Regions from separate parts of the Mus musculus genome. Here region 1 is linked to region 2. The links are chromatin contacts, called in public promoter capture Hi-C maps. All regions are on one chromosome and are shown on one strand. The core of a region is the stretch at or near the end of the contact, and the rest is flanking DNA. Distances in the headings are between cores, read along the strand shown. Region 1 overlaps Acsf3 (acyl-CoA synthetase family member 3). Region 2 overlaps Zfpm1 (zinc finger protein, multitype 1).

Region 1 (6,846 bases), core at 713-3,212, 520 kb before region 2:
GGCTTTCCCAGGAGTCCACAGGCTGTATGTGTACAGTTTTAACTGTAGATACAATTTTCAGTCTTGAGTGACTCGTGGCCTTCTATGTCACACTTTGTTCCTCCCTGAGCCTGGCTCACCAGCTCTCTTGCTGCAGTGACTGCTCAGACCTTCCAGCAGGGCTGTCTGGGGCACTGTGGCTCTTGAGCCTTGCTCCTCTAACCACTTGGACTGTGTCCCTTGGTTCTGGACGGGCTAGCCTCACTCCCTATGACTTTATCCCAAGGGATCCTCTTGAGTCTCCCACAGGGATCCCAGCGCCTCTCCTATTCCTAGCTTGTGGTCCCCATTCTTCCTGGTGCCCCCCCCCCCCAATCTTTCTCCTCTTGTCCTGTTAAGTTTACCTGGCCTGTGTATTTCTCTGTGTAGAAACTAAACTGGGCAGGATTTACAGGGCGGTCCATTGCAGTGTAATGTGGGGACTGGGTACAAACCTGTACAACTGGCTGAAGTGACCGGCTGACACAGCTCCAGATAGAGGCACAGCCTGCCCACTGCCTGGACTCGCAGCCCAAGATGAACTCCCTTCCCGGTGGGACTGGGAAGAGGTGGCAGTGAGTTCTAACCCCTGAACACAGTCTCAACTGCAGTGGTCCTCAGAGCCCCTCCCTCAGCTCAGGAATGTTCCTTCTCTGGTACTGCTAGAGTCCCTGCAAGTGACATGAGCATCTAGAAATGCACGCTCCGTGTCTACTGAACTGACAGCAGGGCTCTCACTCTGTAAACACCCCACGCACGCGGCTGGGTTTCTCAATGTTTAACCTCCCGTTTCTGGTGTAAGTGCCACACGATCAGGATGTGTTGGCTCTTTTGTGAATAGGACCTAATTTCTAGCATTTGGTTAAGCATTTTGTGTCTGTCTGACAGGAAACTGGTCTGGGTTTCTTGTCTGGTTTGGGTCCCATGAAGTGAGGTGGGAGTGTCCCTCCTAATGGGAATGGACTTGTATGCACTTTGGGCAGTGTCCCCTGAGGTGCTCTGGGCCTGGCATTTGCCTTGTGGTTTTTTAGCTGGGACTCAGCTTCACAGACACAGAGCTCTTCAGCCTGGCTCTCATATTAGTTCTGGTAATTTATGCATATCACTGGTTCTTCCAACTACAAGGAGGACAACTTGGGGCTGTGTGGACCTCCTGACAATCACTGGGCTGCTGTGAGGTACACACTACCTCACAGAAGGTGGATAACACAGGTGGACACAGTGACACCTGGGTTCTCTGTGCTTCTTCCCAAACCTCCTTCTCTTTCTCATCTGGGTCACCAGGGCCACCCAGGCTGGCCTTGAACTTGCTCCAGGCCTGTGCCACTGTGGCCACTTCTCTTTCAGTCAACATGGAGAAAACCTGGTTCTTTGTTGGTGTCCCCTCCTGACACTGTCTCTTTCTGGAACTCCTATTAGCCGACTGCAACCTCAGGATGAGAGCTCTGCTCTCTGTCCTTCCCACCCGCCTCTCCAATGGCAACTGGACAGCACAGCCCTGGCCTGAGGCAGCATTCACCAAGCATGGACTTGGACATCACACAAGGGTGATGATCACTGGGCCACACGGCCTTGCTCACAGGACGAGCACCGGGGAACTCAGACGCTGTTCCCTGGGGACTAGGTAGGGCTGTGGTTTCAAGTGTGTGTGTGGGGTCTCTCCTCAGGTCCCTAACCCCAAGAACAACTGGTGGGAAAGCTACTCACTGTGGGGACAAAATGTCTTAGGACAGCTCGGCAGTGCCTGGCGATCTTTCTTGCACTGTCCCCCTGTACACAGCTCCAGCTCCCCAATGCTCTAACCCTTGGCCCTCTTCTCAGGTCTTCTTACAGTCACCATGAGCCTGAACACCCAAGCAAGGAGCCTGACTTCAGCGGCAGACACAGGCCCTGGGGGAAGCACTCAGAGCGCAGGAGCCACCAAGCTGTGGACACAGACCATGGCTTGAGGGATTCAGGCCAACGTGGGGCCTCCATCCAACAGCCACACTGGCTCTCAGCAGAGGATGCCTGTGTTTCTCTTCTCAAAAAAGTAATTGTTTAATCACAGCAGCAACCGGCCAAGCAGACTGCTGCCTCTGCTAAGCTGTGGAGCTCCAACTGTGACTTTGTGAATCCAGGGAATCAGTAATTGCCCAGCTGTGTGGCCCTGATGAACGAGGACCCCTGCTGCCTGTAAAGTCTCTTTGGACGAGCCAAAAATAGAGAAGGCAAGTCGGGGTGGGGGCGGGGGTGTGTGTGTGAGGAGACAGCAGAGTGGAGGGAACTCAGATTTAAAGAAGGATCCTGAAGTTCTCCTCACGGTGGAAGCTTCGAGAGTCTCCTGTCCTGAGAGTTCTGGGAGGATATCAGCAATCACCAGGGACTAAGATGAAAGAAACTGGAGTCTACCACAAACAACATGGGGCAAGCCAGCCAGTGCAGTATGGTGGCTGTGGTGGGACACACCTTTAATCATAGCACTTGAGGAGCAGAGGCAGGCGGATCTCTGAGTTGGAGGCCACCTGGTGTACAGAGTGAGTTCCAGGACAACCAGGGCTACAGAGAAACCCTGTCTCAACACCACCCCCCACCCCCAAAAAACCCCCAAGATCTACAAGAACCAGGGAGAATCCGTCCCTGCCCTGGGTTAAGAAGGGAGCTGTGGGCACAGGCCCAGGCAATCCCAGGCTTTGGGAGGCCCTGCAGTAAGGTGCGAGGCACTCAGGCAGTCCTCAGGGCTGCGAAGCCCAGGCCATCCTGTGGTGGCCTGAGCAAGTCTGGCAGGATAGGGAGGGGGGAGGGGTACTCGGTGTGGCACTGGATTGTCAGGCACTTGCTGGGGGGTCCTAAGCCTTGAAATGATTTGGGGTTTATAAGTTGATACCAAAATATCTGCTTCTGTCCCAGGAACACACATTTCTGCCTCAGACTATCACTGTCTCCCAACTCGGTTTGCAGCAGAGGCCCTTCCTACTGCCAAGTCTACATTTAATGAGGGAAGAGACAAACTAGTCACGGGTCCCACTGTTGGCTTCTCGGCTTCACCCTCCCCACGTCCAGAATCCAGAATGGTTCACCCAGCCTCCCCGCTCCAGGACAGGCCCTTCTGTCCCCGATTCCAAGGTGGTTGGTTCCCTTAGATGCGCTAGAACCCAGGACAGTCCCTTTAGCCCTACCTGGCCCACTCCTTGAGATCCCCGTGGGACAGTGAATGTCCTTCTTGAAGAGCAACCACAGCTGTGACCCGCTGGCCCCATGTCATATCAGGAACTCCAATTACAGCGACATCTGAGGACAGCAGAACAGGTTGGGGATGCCTGGGAAGGTCCTGATGACCACACAGACTGAACAGCATGCAGGAATATGTGGTAACGTTGGGCTGTTGGCTGCAGTGCCCAAGCCCCTGGAGTGAGACCCGTGGGGATGACACTCATGGGAGTGGGAAGCATCTCTAGGGGCTCAGCCTGCTCTTGCTTGGTCTGCAGAGCAGCTGTGCGTTCTGGCCAGGCCTGCAGGCCGTGCTAGTGCAGCAGGGAGCAGCTTGGAATAGCCATTATGTTGCTGTGTGCAGGGTACAGAGGGAGCATAGACACATTTCACAGGAGCCCTAGTAGCAGGTGGAGGAGGCTCCTGACAGTCCAAACCTTGACAGAGTAGAGAAGGAGGCACTGTGTTTGGAGCCAGAGCTCCCCTAAGCCTGAGGTAGCCACCTACTCACCGGTGATGCTGGGGTGGGCCAGCAGGTGCCGCTCGATCTCCAGGGCGCTGACTTTATAGCCTCCAGTCTTGATGATGTCCACAGACGTGCGCCCTCGGATCCAGTACCTAGCATCCTTGAACACGGCGGTGTCTCCTGGAAAAGGAGTTTGTTTCTGTGATCGCTCTGGACAAGCTGGTCACAGGAGACTTCAGTGCTCCTGACTGTCACCCCAGGAGTCCCAGGGGACCACGTGCATGCATATGTGGGTCCCACTATTCCCACTGTCCAGGCCCACTTCCTGTAGAGGCTAGCTCCAATGGCATGTGTCCTTTCCCATTCTCCATTCCTGTGACACTGGCACCCAGCCCTGCAGCCAGCAGTGCGGGGTGGAGCCCACCAGAATCTGTGGCAGTGGCAGGCTGGAAACCGACTGGGCCACTGGATTCTGGGCTATGTTCCTGTCAGAGCAATCAGAAACAGGGTGCACCGTTTTCAAGAGAGCAGCAAATAGTTTGTGGCCTTTGACCCCAACCTCTGCTTCACACAGACACATGCTGGGCACTGTCCCGCACTGTTCCACCACTATCCACAAGCCTCTATCATTGCACGGTGGATGGGTCCTGGGTGAAAGGACAGTCATTTCCAGCTCCTTTTCCAACATGGGGATGCCCTGTGGTAAATGTCTTCCTGCTCTTTCACCCCTGACTCCCACCAGCCCCAAACAGCCACAGTGCCCTTTTCTCTAAGCGAAATAACTGTCTCACTTGCTCCTTTCACACAGGAGCATGGGGCCTGCCCAGTGAGCTTGTTATGCCCCACAGACATGGTGGCAGTGCCAGGAGCAGGGCCCGGGCTGGAGCACAGGGCTATATTTCTGGCCAAGTCTTCTCCCAGCACGGCGGTGTGTGTATTTGCGCATTAGTGCGGGTGCATGTCCATGCACACACATTTGCATGATTACGGCTGTGTATAGGCATGCAGATGCCAGCAGCAGCCCTGACAGCAGTGCTGGGGCCTCCCTGTCTGCTCACACGCTCCCTGCACTCCCTGTGGGTTATTAGCTGGAATAAATCATAAATATTTCATCGTACATCACGCGGCCCGACACGGTAAGGCACCATCCATCACCCCGCTAGTCCCTGGGACTTGCAGTGCAGGGCACACTCCAGTCTATTAAACAAGATGGATGGGCCTGGACAAGCTCAGGGCTTATTCACGGAAGACAGGGAGAGGCTGGCCCTAGAGAAAGGACTGGCACTGGAGAGTTCTCTCGTGTGTGGCAGCTGTGTGTGTGGCAGGTGACAAAGGGTTGGATGGGCACCCTCAGCCTAGACCAGGACAGGCCTTGGACAATACTGACCGAAGGGAAAGGACCCAGTGTGGGCTATGGGGCACTCAGGTCTTGTCCTGGGTCCTAAGGGACCCTCTACCTTTGGGGCATACAGGACTTGTCCTTCCCACTCCTGCTGTAGCTCTGGGTCCAGCTGTGTCCTTCGGCCTGGGAAGCTCGTCTTCCATCGGCATCTCCTGCTGTAAGCATCAGGTTGCTTGTCTCCGCATGAGACAGTGAGGTGGCAGCCTGCACTGAGGGTCCTAGCAGGAAGCTCTCTGATGCTGCTCCCTGGGTCTCCACTCCCTCTAAGGTGCAGCAGAGCTGAGCCACTGCCCTGCCCTGAACGTGGCTTCTCTTTTTGGACCTGCAGGAGATACCATACTGCCCACTACAAAGCTCCATACTCTCGCCCCAGGCCCCACGCTGTTAAGTTTGATCTGGTGAGAAGCCTTGGGACAAGGGATTCTGCACATGTGGGTTCTTGATCTGGGGCCGTGCCCCACGCTGCGCTTTTCTCTCTTGAGGAAAGAGATCCGGGCACCGCTGGGCACAGACTGACCTCTTGGCAGATTCTGCCTCACTGTCAGGGTTTGGGGACAGTGCATGAGCATGAGGGACTGTCACAGCCCATGGCAATGATGGGTGCCAGGGTCAGGCTACCTATTGGCAGCGCTGGGAGAGAGGAGTTAAGACTGAGTGCCAGGTTCTGGCTCACCCTCAAAGCTCCATGAGGTGCCGTCCTCTCTAAGCTTGTGAAGTGTTACCTCACACTCTGTCTATACAACAACTCTGTAACTAATAAGGCCACACCGGGGGTTTCCCTCTGCCGATTCCATGCTGCTTACAGCTCGCGATTTCGTAGAGCCTGCAAGACCTCAATCCTAGCGTGCTCTGAGCTCTGACGATGCTGACAGAGGAGTCCGAGCCACTGGGGGTGTGCTTAGCCTTCATGAACCCTGGCCTTGCAGACAGCCTCTATAAATCTCTCTAGCTGGTGCCTGTCCCCAGGTGACAGGCAGGTTGATAGAGCGCGGGCTTTCGCAGTGCTCCGCTCAGATGTCAGCACACAAAGCACTGGCAGCCCAGGCCCCCATCTTTACTTGGATGACTGGATTCCACTCTGCTGAACAGTCCTGTTCATGGCAGAGTCTGATGCAGGGCTGAGGTCCGCTATCAGCACCTCCACCAGCACACGGTCCACGTCTTTTCTGAGGCTTGAGAAAACTGCTCTGTCTAGGCCACTGGGTGTCCTTGCCTGCAAAGGCAGGAAGGGCCAGCACAGATGCTGGTGCCAAGGTCTGGCAAGCTGCAGGGAACTGTGAGCTGTAGGCTGCATGGCGTCAGGCGGAGGGAGAACCTGGGTGTGGTCACTATGGTTGTCCACGGAGGGGCTTCTGTGGGACAGATCACTAGGCAACACATCACTAGCTTAGAAAAGATAGCAAGTCAAGGGGGCTTGAAGGTGCATTTATAACAGAGGCTCAATTCTTAACTCCTTCCTCCCAATAATGCTGCTGACAAGGGGACTTCCAGACAGAGGTGACAGAAAGTATTCAAGGGGACACAATGAATGTCCTCATAAAAACAAAGATTTGGAATTCAGAGTGCATGAAAGTGGATTAGAGAGGACCCTGATGCTGGGGTTTCCCAATGGTGACAGAAGCAGTATCTGGTTTCCCCATGGCCAGTCAGCCACACAGGATGAGTCGCTTTTGCTCCAGGGCACTGTGCTGGGTCCTTACTTGATCTGTGGCAGAACAGCAGCGCCTCCATACAGGAACTAAGAACATCAGTGCCTCCATACAGGAACTAA
Region 2 (6,775 bases), core at 3,122-5,621:
ATCCCGTGTGGTCTTTGATGGTTGACCTGCTGACTGCTTCTGTGCCTGGCTGTGAGCATCACGAGGGTCCACCCCAGGTCACGTGGGTTTGGAACTCAGGACATCCTAGAAGGTGACGCATACCTTCCTCAGTCACTACAGAGGCACCGAGCAGTGGGTCTGACAGAGTCAGGACCCACATCCTAGTAAACATGCGTCTATACAGACCTCAGCATTCAAACACTAAGAAGATCTTATTGAGATATGATTCACACACAGTAAATACAGGCTTTTCCTGATGCTTGACGTTTAAAGGCAAGAATCTTTACTGAGGAAAAAAAGGTATGTGTGGGTGACATGCAGCCCAGATAAAATGCAGAGCTCTGCATGGCGCTGTCTTGTGAAAAGAAACACACGCTGGCGACCTGGGGTCAAATTGGTTCCAGAAACTTTAAAAGGAGTCACTGAAAATCTGCCATCAGTCACCTTCCCTTGCCTATCCCCAGAGGAACCAAGGCTTCACACAGCTGTGATCCTGGCTGGGCCGTGGGCAGCACCGAGCTCCCCCCCCCACCTCCTGGAAATGTATTCCGCTCCCGTTTCCAACCCTTACACAAAAGCCAACTCCGACTTAATGGCCAGAATATGGTGGGCTTCCCTGCCCTGAGCTGCTGCTGCTGCTCTGGCTAGTCCGTGTGTAGCTGCGTGGCCCTCTGGAAGCCTCTGAGGACCCAGGCACCCCAGCCATGTGCTTCACACTGTACCAGTGGTCAGAGGCAGACCTCAGCCCTGGGGCTGAGAAAGGGCCACTGAACACAATGGAGAGCTGAGCATGTCATTGACGCATGACACTTACTAGCGTTCCAATTTGGTACTACCCTGCTCTAAGTATGAGAAACTGAGACAGAAAGTAACAAGGTCTCTGGACCCATCCTTATTCACAGTAGATGAGAACTAAGGCCTCGCTGTTGCCCTTGTGAGGCCTCGTTTCTCTCCATAATCCCCGTATCTCCCTTTCCACCTCTGTTTCTGGCCACCCCTGGCCCCCTATGTCTGCTCCTGGAACCAGACCCTAGGCTCTGCTAGCTGCTCCTGGCTCAGTTGGAGTCAGGACACCCCTCTGTTTTGTGGGGGTGACCCCTGCCCCCTCCTGGTGTACCTGTAGTCTTTAGAAACTATGGCTCCTTCAGCCCAGATCCCTGCAGGTACATGTACGCTGCCCACAACCACTTGCTGGAGTCTGTCAGAGCCTGGCTAGCACCAGCATGCAGGAATGTGGAAGCCATGAACGGAAACTGAGGTGGAAGGCAGCCCTCCTAGCCACCACCCGGCCTGCTCTTCAGGGACATACAGAATGGAGACCTAGCTGGGCTGCAAGGTCCAGGGACCCACATCCGACCTTACAGAGTTCTGGTGAGGAGTGGACGGAGAGGCCCTGGGGGGACCAGGAAGTTCCAGGCAGGGTCCAAGCTGGGGACTCACTGTGCAGTCAAGAGAGGGGATCAGTCTGAGATGGAGACAGATGTGGGCCTATGTACCTCAGAGGGCTAGTTCAGTCCATGGGATGTCGGGGTTCTGGGGTTTGTTGAATGGGGCGGGCATTTAAACTAAAATGAGCTCAGGTACTGCATGTAGGAAGACCTAGGATGGGGAGGGGCACAGAAAGTCCAGGCTGAGCTCCTAAGTCTAAAGGCCCAGGACGGAGCTGAGGTTTAATCAGGGTACAGCAAGCAGCACCACCAAGCGACAAGCCTGAAGATGCAGGACCTGTGGAGGGTCGGGGTGCGCTGGGCCCTCACTCCGTTTCAACAGCTACCTCTGTGAGCTCCCTCAGTATCTTCCCTTTGGCTTAAGCCTGGTTCCTCTGTCAGGACAGATCCAACCAGTAAGCTGGTCCTTTACCCTGTCCCCAGGGGCAGGGGCCTGGGTGGGGCAAGGCCTAGAGAAAGGGAGGCTAGGAGGAGGGAAGAGGGCCGGGGGCCTGAGAAAGCCCAGCCTGGCTGATAGAGGGAGATTGGTTTCAGCCGGAGCCTCGGGCCTGCCAAGTCCACATCCTATCTGCGGCCTGCGCTTACTCAACATTCATCACAGCTGAACTCGGAAACTTTATCAACGCTAAAGGTTGGCGCCATCTCTAGGCCCAGCCACTCCCGTCCCTCCCCTCGATGGGCCCGATAGCCACTGATAGATTACACAAGATTGTTTCACTCCGGGAAGCCATGGCCTGCGCTTCTGGGGGAGGGGCCGCATGGGGGAAGGCCCAGGATATCAAGGGGGCTGGTTGTGCTCCCCGGGGATGGCCATGGCCTGGGGGTCCTGCGATAGGATGGGGCCCGGGCCTGCTGAGGCCACAGCTCATCGCCTGGGGCAAAGAGGAGGAAACAAGCCTCGGAGATGGGCGCTGAGGCTGGAGTGATCCCTTCTCCAGATGGGTGATAAGAACTGAGCCATGTGAGCGGGTTTCACTAATGGAGCCGTCGCTGTGTGGCACAGGGCAGAGGCAGATGGCTACTCAGGAGGGGGTGGCTCCTGTGTGACAGACAAGCCCTCCACTCAGCAGGCTGGGCTGTGCCCATCTGGAACAGCACAGTGCTCTGAGCACTTCCCAAACCCACTGCGGGTGCCCCATCCTCTCACACTGTGGGTGCCCCACCCTCTAACACACTGTGGGTACACAATCCTCTAACACATTGTGGGTGCCCCATCCTCTAACACACTGTGGGTACACTATCCTCTAACACACTGTGGGTAACCCATCCTCTAACACATTGTGGGTACACTATCCTCTAACACACTGTGGGTACCCCATCCTCTAACACACTGCGGGTACCCCATCCTCTAGCACACTGTGGGTACCCCATCCTCTAACACACTGTGGGTACCCCATCCTCTAACACACTGTGGGTACACTATCCTCTAACACACTGTGGGTGCACTATCCTTTAACACACTGTGGGTGCCCCATCCTCTAACACACTGTGGGTGCACTATCCTCTAACACACTGTAGGTACACTATCCTCTAACACACTGTGGGTGCACTATCCTCTAACACACTGTGGGTGCCCCATCCTCTAACACACTGTGGGTACCCCATCCTCTAACACACTGTGGGTACCCCCTCCTTCCACACTGTGGGTACCCCATCCTCTCCCTGCCCTGCTTACACATGAGGCCCTGTGTTGTGTGTCCTTCACGCTCTCACCAACACCATCAGCATCTTCTCTCCACTCCACCTCCACCCCGCTCAGCTTCTGCCCCTCGGCTCTGATTCAAGAATGCTTTCTCAACGCTGTGGGGCTTCCGAGTCATCTGTGTCCCAGCCACGGTCCCTTCCCTGTCTCCGTATCACAGCACTTGGTCCGTCCCTCAGGACTCCTCAGGCTTCCCTGTCTGTGGTAATGCCAGCTTCTCAGACTGACTTGACCCTGTTCCTTTCCTCCATCCTCTTCCTCCCGAGACAGCAAGGCTGATCTAGAAACAAGCAGGTAGCTTTTATCCAGCTCTGTGCTCTGGGGGGAGGCGGGAGCTGCCCAAATGAGATGGATGCCCTCTGGCAGGGTCTGAGAGGCCCCCTGGAAGGCCTCACGATGGGATAGTGTACCCTCACACACAGTTAATAAAAACAGGTGACAGAGACCCTTAGTGTGGGGGCCAGGACTGAGGGAGGCCATGAGGTCACTCCTGACTCTTCCTCCCTTAGGTCTCAGCCTAAGCTCTCCAGGGGACCTTGTTTCCCCACTATTTTGCAATTACACATTAAAACAACAACAACAACAACAAACCCCTGCTCATACCAGTGGCTGTTAGGTCAGAGGCTTGGGGGTGCGGTGGGAGCCAGTGCCCCCGACTGCTGACTATAGACCCTATTCTGTAATACGGTACGCTGAGGAGCGGAGAGGCTGGGGGCAAGGTCAGGATCCCACCTCCGCAGCTTTGAAAAGAATACGGAATGGGCAGCTCTAGAATGGCCCATGATGTGGTGGGGAAACCGAGGCCTGGGGCAGGGATGGGGTTCAAAACCCTCCTGGCAGCTGAGGGACTAGATTCCTTTCCATTTTACAGATTGGGAAACTGAGGTGTGACAAAGACAAACGGAGATCCCTGTTCTTGCCAGAGCCTCAGGCCACAGAGACTTGGTCAGCAACATTCCTAGTGAGTCACCAGGCTCAGGAGGGGATGGGGACAATAACTCGAGTAGGGTCTGGAGGGAGGGAGGGAGCTGCCAGCCTTTGCTGCCTGTCCCGGCTCCACTTCTCACCTCCCCACTCTCATTTGGCACAGGAGCTGACTGTAGTGTTTGTGGAATGCCCAGGTCCTAGTGCCGGAGGGTGTGGCTTAGGCTGAGGTCAGCAGAGCTTACTTAAAGGCCCGCCTGTTCAAGGCAAACACAAGGCTCAGTAAGAAGGCACAGAAGCCCGGGAGGACTTCCACCCAGTGGGTCTGGGCTGGACAGGTACAAGCTCTCGTTTGAGATAAGGCCCCACCCCCTCCATGGAACTGTAGCCAATCTCTGAGCCTCAAGTCTGCTCATTTGCACACACTATTTTCATTGGCTGCTAGTAGGGGCTGGACAGAGGTGGGAGGAATGGACGTTCTGGGGACCAGGGCTCAGTGGTGCTGCTCTTGGGAACCCAGGCCATTTCTAAGACAATCCATAGGACTTAGGAGTTTTCAGGGGAGGCAAAGGTGGGACTGGATCTTGGGGGTGTTCTGGAAAGTGTTAGATTCTGGTGACCCGAGAAAGATTTAGGTAGAAAGGAACTTTATGGGGGAAAACTGGTCCACCCAGGCCCCACTAAACTCATTCTTACCCACCCTGGATGCCTCAGAGGGAAGATGCTGACCCAAGGTCACACAGCCAATGTGCAAGGGGTGCCGTGGAGACCTCCCCCACCCCTAGGCACCACTCCTGGACAATTCCACCCCAGCTGCTAGGTCTCAGAATGGGCCATTTGGGTCTTCCTTTTCCAAAAATGATGAGGCTGAGGGGCCTCGACTTTCTCTTTAGATTTCAGGGCCATCTCTCCTGGCAGCCCTGAGTTGGGCCAGGGGCTTGGCAATGCATGGAAGTCTGCGACGCTTTTGTTCCTGGCATTTGGAGGGGTGAGATAAGGGGGAAGAACCGAGAGTGAGCAGGCAGATAGATGGGCTGATAGCGGCTCCTCCACGCATGGCGCCTATCGCTCTTTTTATCAAGGTTCCCTTTCTTTCTTCTTTTTGTTGGGGGCCTGGGAGGGCGGAACACACCCACCCCATTCCCTCCCACACCCGTGGAGCTGAAGGAGGAGGCCTCTCTCTCAGGCACCAGCCAGGAAGGAAGACAGGCTTGGAGAAGAACCTGGGAGGGTGGGGGTCCCACCTGTCTGCCAGGACTCAGGGTTCCCAAGCTCTGTCTCCTCAGCTCTTCACAAGGACCTGCAAGGACACTCATGGGCTCATCTGCTCTATGAGGTAGCCAGGCCCAGTGAGGTGAAGTGCTTGGCCCAAGGTTACACAGCCAGGTCAGATGGAGCTGGGTCCAGCTGTGCCTCTCTGGCCTGGAGTCTAGCAGTCTGGATTTGGTGGGCAGCGAGGAGGTACAGGACAGATGGGGTGGCCAGAGAATATGGCTAGAGGTTCTGGGGAGCAGGACCAGGGTTGCGGGGCAACCTTTGCATCTCTAGCCCCATCTTACAGATACGGAAACTGAGGCTCAGACCAGGGAGACGCCTAAAGGGTGATGGGTAGGCTGGACCCTAGCCCCCCTCTCATATCCTTGAACTTGATGGTTCAGAGTGTGAATCCCGAGACACCCCAGGTATGAAATCCTGGTGATTAGTCAGGAGAGGGTGGGGACAATAACCCAGGATGACAAAGACAAACTTCTAGAATCATCCAGGTGGGGGTGGTCAGAAATAAGAAGTCCTGCGGGAGCTCTTTGCCCGAGAGGGATGCAGTATTGTCCAGAGGCAGCATGTCCCCGAGTCCTCAGCACTGGGATACAGGCCCGCACTGCCGAGCTCGGCTCTTTATAAGGGGGCTGGAGATCTGAACTCAGGTCCTCACGCTTGCGTGGAGAGCACTTACTGACCAAGCTGCCTCTCCATCCCTTCAAGCCAACATTCTCACCAAAAGAGCCACCTTTGTGTGTGTGTGTGTGTGTGTGGGGGACGGTAAATGAAATTACTACAAGCAATAAACATACCAACTTAACCAGGCATGATGGTGCACGTCTTTAATCTCTGCGCTTGGGAGGCAGAGACAGGAGGGTCTCTGAATTCAAGGCTCTGCAGACTAGACTGCACTGATCCGTGGGTAGGACTGGGAAATCCTGAGCGTTTGCCCACTCTGTGCCCAGGCCTTCACTTTAAAGCGGAGAGACCAGGTCCCTTTATAGAGGTGGGGGGTTATATCTGCAAACACCTCAGAACATCTAGGTAGCTGGAGGCTCAGGTCTGGACAGAGCCTCTAGGTCAGAGTGCCTCCTGTGCTGTGTGACTTTGAGTCATCAGAAGAGAAGTGAGGGACAATGGGAGGACACGGCGAGAAGCAGGACAGGCCCAAGGGTACATCCACCACTCAGTCAAGACAGCTCCCCTCAGCAGGGCCAGCACTGGGGTCATCATACCTGGGGAGACCCAGGATCCCAGGGAAAGTTCCTGCCCTCCTCAGGCCTTCCCTTCCCATCTCTGGGATTCCTGAGTTTCAGTTCTCAGGAATGATTTCATATACACAGGACTGGGAAAAGAGCTGAATGCCCCCACCCCCACTGGGCCCAGGAGGGCTTGAGAAGGGGTTCCTGCCAGTGTGGCCAGG

The links. Promoter capture Hi-C pulls out the DNA fragments that hold promoters and counts their contacts.
Region 1: a contact with region 2 is called in a promoter capture Hi-C map of stem cell-derived epiblast-like cells, with 4 times the contacts expected there. The contact joins two enhancer-like sites. A contact is called at or near these places in 3 of 39 promoter capture datasets (liver, pre-B cells and stem cell-derived epiblast-like cells) and 1 of 115 datasets of contacts at active chromatin or transcription factors (embryonic stem cells).

The regions. Positions count from the first base shown.
Region 1 is chr8:122,810,002-122,816,847 of GRCm38.p6, reverse strand. Acsf3 (acyl-CoA synthetase family member 3) reads right to left here. Exons shown (of 10, transcript NM_144932.4): 8 at 3,719-3,853; 9 at 3,177-3,288. Among named protein-coding and RNA genes, the nearest start is that of Gm35466, 10 kb to the left of the region's middle. Within about 2 kb of position 1,962, at least 25 of the 459 cell types and tissues checked have an H3K27ac peak or open chromatin away from gene starts, as enhancers often do. A contact at or near this core is called in stem cell-derived epiblast-like cells, where this site is marked.
Region 2 is chr8:122,292,072-122,298,846 of GRCm38.p6, reverse strand. The region is part of intron 1 of Zfpm1 (zinc finger protein, multitype 1); the gene reads right to left. Among named protein-coding and RNA genes, the nearest start is that of Gm39269, 10 kb to the right of the region's middle. RefSeq lists enhancers at 1,796-2,219, 2,241-2,596. Within about 2 kb of position 4,371, at least 143 of the 459 cell types and tissues checked have an H3K27ac peak or open chromatin away from gene starts, as enhancers often do. A contact at or near this core is called in stem cell-derived epiblast-like cells, where this site is marked.